Linked DNA regions of Lactuca sativa: region 2 is linked to region 1. The links are chromatin contacts, called in public Hi-C maps. All regions are on one chromosome and are shown on one strand. Each heading gives the region's core, a stretch centred on a gene start, on an enhancer-like site or on the middle of the called end of the contact. The rest is flanking DNA. Distances are from core to core; before and after follow the strand shown.

Region 1 (2,700 bases), core at 13-2,512:
TGATAGAAATTAGAATCATTTGTAATATAATTTCATGTATATTAAATATGATAAGATACGAGTTGAGTTGATGCCTCCATCTATGCACATGTTTTGTAAACAAAATGTTAGACGATTATAATAAATACATATTGTAACAAACATGTAATAGACTATTTCTCAAAAATCCATTAAAAAAAAAACTATGACAACTGCCTAAATCAGTTCAATTAACAACTATTCTTCAATTACCATTTCCCAAATGTATATATATAAGAAGCCTACTCCTTTATCAGAAAGATTTTCAAGAGTATACAACAATAGCAAAGGAATTAACTTAGATAGAGTGCACGAAAAGATGAGATTTGTGGCTGAATATTGTGTGTTCTTTCGGCTGTCATTTGATTGAAAAGAAAAAGAAGCATTTATATCATAAAATGGAAGATAAAAAGTACGAATTTTTGTCCCTACTTGTTAGATCTCACTGTGTTGAAATTGAACTTGAACCCAATCGATTCAATGCATCTTGAGCCGGAGTACACTTGGGGTCAACCTTGAGTGCACCTTCATACGCCTCCACCGCTTCCTCCTTCATTTCTTTCTTCTCATAACACTCTCCCAACAACCGAAACGCCGTCGCTTTATCCCCTTTCAACTTCACTGATTGCTGCAGATCATCAATCGCTGAGTCAACTAGCCCTCTCTTACTACCCTTAATTTTGATCTCTGCCCTCTTCAACAACGCATCTCCTCTCTCTTCGCTGCTCAACGACTTCGACGTCAATGGCGACAGCGCGACATCCAGCGCTTCCAAAGCCGATGTGCCAAAACCTTGCACATCGAGAGCTAGGGCTTTGAGTATGTGTGACGCGGCGTCCTTTGGATCGAGAGCGATGGATTTGTCAGCTTCTTCGGCGGCGGTTTTGGCTAGTTTAACGGCGGACGATCGGTCTTTGGTAGATCTGGATTTAGCCAATAGCTGAGCGCCGATGATGAAGTGACGCTTGGCGGAGTAGCTGGATCGGTTTCTGTAACGGAATTTGGTGAAGAGATTTTGAGGGATCTTTTGCATCCATAGGAACATGAAGAGGGTGATGAGAATTAGAGCAACTTGCATCACTATATCGATTATCATTTTGAGTGAATTATCTTGTAATTCGTTCGGATCTTGATATGGATGAATGTGAGTTCAGGTTGTGGAGAAAAGTAGTCGATTTGATCGAGACCAGTGTTGAGGTCGTTGGGGGTATATAGTAATAAAGGTTATTTGGCTTTATAGGAGAGGTTTTAGCAGATTTTCAAAGAAAGTTCCTGAGGACTTTAAGATATTTTCAAAGAAAAGAAAGTTTCTCTTCTAGATATTTTGAATTTTAGTTGAAAAATGAGTTTTTAAAATATTATTTTAAGGTACGAGTGTACTTTTTTGCTTTGAAAAAAAAATCTAAAAAAATAGAAAATAGTTTTGTGAGTTTTTTATGTTGATTTTACGTAACTTAAAATTTTTAAACTTTTTTTTTGGTAAATATTTTAACAAAAATACAAATCACAACTTTCAAATATATATCAACTTCGAAATAACAACTTTCAACTACGGACTATCAGTTAGTTTTGAATCATCTACTAAATAAATTTGCAAATTTGGGCGTGGACAAAAATTATGGCAAAAAACTATAGACATGTTTCATTTACCAAAAATATATTTAATAAGATAGGACCACACTTATCCAACCCAACTCATCCCAACCATATTCATTTCTTTTTCTCTAAAGTTCCAACAATAAGCATCCAACACGAGGTAAAATCAAAACAAAAACAACCATGAGTAAAATTTTGAGATTGGTGAAAGAACTAAACCTTTCTTCATCTCTATATCTAGCCCTGTCTCTTAAAGACTATGCACTACCACATTTTGATCCCCACCTAACACCAACCCATACACGCCCAATGCTTATACCACACCCTCTCTCTATACTCCATCTCTTTGCGTTTTCCACTTGTATTGCATAAATGTCTACAAAATTTATTAATATTACGATAAGATCGACAGTTAATAGACCGTTGTTAGTTATATTATTGATTAGGAAAAAAAACCTTCAATTACGGTGATCAGAACCACGAACCACGAACGATAGAAGCCACCTTCCAACGGATTAGCGGCTAATTGGCAATAAGTTAGGGATGAATTGACGACAGATTAACAACAGATTTCCAATGAGAATATCCGTTTATATAAAAAATCGACCCCCTTGATGACATGTGTCATATGCAGTTACACACCTCACACTTCCTCAGGACTGACCATTTAAAACGGTGAAAGATGAGCATTTCTTAGATGAAAAGAAAAGGGAGAGAAAATGGGGTGATGTTGAGGAGACATACAAAAAATAAGAGGTGTGATACAACACACTATAACTCTAGAAGAAAACATCATTTTAAGGACTTATAATTGTAATAAACTTTATTATATGTATATATTTAGTCATTTATGTTTTTGACATATATGATCATTAAACTTATATTTTTTGGTATACATCATGATTAATTTTTTTTTTTTCACATATTAGTGGTTATATGTGTATGAAAAAGTATAAATGAATAAATATATACGAAAAAAATGTATAATTTTCATGTGTACGAAAATAGCTTACATGACTTTAAGATAAAACTTATTGCATTTATAAATCATTAATCCAAACAAATACCTCAAAAAGCATATTTTGA
Region 2 (2,700 bases), core at 162-2,661, 180 kb after region 1:
TATATTTTCCTGTTCATTTGAAAAGTTTCAGAAAAGTAGTTAACTGATTTCATGTAATTTAAGACAAAGAAAATCGAATTATATGAATACATATATTTGATATAGGAACAAAAAAATAATCGAAAAAAATATAAAAAACGAAAGAAGGTACCTTCTGGTGCACAAGAGCAAATGTATAATCAGAGAATGATGATGGAAGTTCTAAGCAATAAGAATGATGTTGTGGGAGAAGGTTTGAATAAAAGAAACGATTGAAAATAAGCGTGAGTCGCGGATTCAAGAATGAATTGTGTATGTATGTGATAATTTGAATATGATTTTTTTTGTATTAATGATTTTTTAATAAAAATAGATTTTCTATTAATGATTTACTAATATAAACGGATTTATATTAATGGTTGATACTAATGTCCTGATTGAAATGATTTTGTTAGTAATATGTTTTTAAAATTTACCATATTAAAATCTTCATAACCAGAAATTCAAGATTTAAAATATGGAAAACTTTTATTAGAATTAAATACATTTTATTTCAACGAATATAAGTAACAAATTTAAGTTATTGTTTAACGATTGGAAAACATTTATTGGAATTAAATATATTCCATATGAGGAAGGTGATGTCAGCAATTGGTCTAAGAGTTGAAAAAATAAGATTGAAATACAATCAAATGTCCAAATTATTTAAAATGATGTCATAAAGTTTCTCTTTTAATAATATTTAGAGATTCGTTTGGATGTAATGGATAAATAAATTTACTTCAATTTCTTTTAAAAATAAAATTCATCTACTCACTCAACCTAAAATAAGAAAATATTTACTATTTCCACGAACGCAAAATAGGAAAATATTTAATATTTCCAGAAACGGAAAATAGGACACTTTCATATCAAAACATGGTCATACACCATTTATAAAGCGACAAAGCGTGCCGCTATTAACAAAACAAAAGACAAATTGAGCATAATCTATGTGTGCATAATACTTTGACATATTCAACTCTTTGAATCATAGAAAACCATAATTCATAACAATCCCTTTTAAATAAGAAAATGACAATGAACAGCTTCACATGAATCATGATATAAACATCGAAATAAGACCACAAACAATATGTATTTTAAGTGATGGCGGTAAGAAAAATGCATATTTTCTCCAATTTGGATAAGTATTGTTCTTTGCCAGTTTAGTACTTTCACTACTTTGACAATCGTTATGTAGGTTGTCGAAGACTCGAAGCTCCTCGGTCAACGGGTCAAGGGAATATACATACTGTGAATGGCAACAACCGGACTCTATTTTTTAATTATATAAAAATTGTAAAATATTCAATAATGAAACTATACTACTTATTCAATAAAATGAATATGGAAATGAATTTAACTATTTAAGGCGCTTTTTTATTTGCCCCCTTGTTTCCTACGTTCCTCGAAGGTTGTTGGATAGTGACTACACTAGTCGGGTACAAAACTTCATTCAAATTTCAAACCCATCCACATCCTTCTCAGAATCTTATATAAAATCCTTCTTCCACAAGAAACTGATCCTTCGTCGCTTTCTGCTATGTTTCACCGGCGATACCTCCCCACGGCGTCTCAGTTTGCACCTCCATTTTTCACGACTCTGGGTTTGGTATGATTTCTTTCAAATTATGTGGATTTTCTGGAATTGTGGATCGAAGAAGATGACAGCAGAGGCAATTCCATCAACCACGAGAAATACAGGCTCGACATCTCATGTATCATCATCAAGGAGGACTTCTAAATCAAATCAGTCTCCTCGTGGATCATCGTCGGTGGCGGCGTCTAGTTCGAACGATAGCAACAGTTACAACAAGGACTCATGGAAATCATCTGTTTCAAGCGGCAGTTCACTCTCGAGCCTCCGAGAGTCATTACCGGAAAATCCACATCTCTACGATTTCAAAGAGATTTTCTCCGCCACAAACAAATTTCTATCCAACAAGCTTTTTTCATCGTCTTCTTCCACTGCCTGGCGGTGTGTGATTCGCGGCGACGACGTGATTGTCTTTCAACGGAAGTTTCGGCGTCCGATAGACGCGGCTGAGCTTCGGGATCGACTTCTCGTGATTTGCAAGAGCCATCACTCGAGTCTGATTAAGCTTCGAGGTGCTTCGATGTCCGGAAGCTACATATACTTGGTTTACGATTATGTTAAAGGTGCTAGCCTTGCCGATTGCCTTAAAAACCCTAAGAACCCTAACTTCACCATACTTTCCGATTGGATGTCGCGAATTCAGATTGCAGCTGATCTCGCTCATGGCCTCGATTACATTCACAACTCTACAGGATTGGAGAAGAAATTTATCCACAATCACATCAAAAGCTCAAGCATAATTGTAACCCAATCATCGTCACTAAACGCGAAAATATGCCATTTTGGAACGGCAGAGCTCTGCGGCGAAACAGATAGCAGCTTGGAACGAGATTCAAGTAAGCCAAATTCAAGATTCGTGAAATTCGAGGGCACACGAGGCTACATGTCGCCTGAATTTCAGTCTACCGGAGTTCCGACGCATAAGTCCGACTTGTACGCTTTCGGAGTTGTACTTCTGGAGATATTATCAGGCGAAGAACCGTTGAAGTACAGACAAGAAAAGGGAAATTACGTTAGAGTTTCGTTGATCGAGACGACGAGAGAGGCGGTGGAGAGCGGCGGAGTGAGACGGTGGATGGATA

Evidence for each region. Hi-C and Micro-C count contacts between places; a contact is called where the count stands out from the background.
Region 2: a contact with region 1 is called in a Hi-C map of leaf, with 4 times the contacts expected there. The contact joins the promoter of LOC111913219 here to the promoter of LOC111913222 in region 1. A contact is called at or near these places in 2 of 4 Hi-C or Micro-C datasets (both in leaf).

Annotation. Positions count from the first base shown.
Region 1 is chr8:27,530,698-27,533,397 of Lsat_Salinas_v11, forward strand. LOC111913222 reads right to left here and starts at 1,263. Exons shown (of 1, transcript XM_023908941.3): 1 at 205-1,263. The coding sequence starts at 1,114. The coding sequence ends at 461.
Region 2 is chr8:27,706,689-27,709,388 of Lsat_Salinas_v11, forward strand. LOC111913219 (lysM domain receptor-like kinase 3) reads left to right here and starts at 1,412. Exons shown (of 1, transcript XM_023908937.3): 1 at 1,412-2,700. The coding sequence starts at 1,653.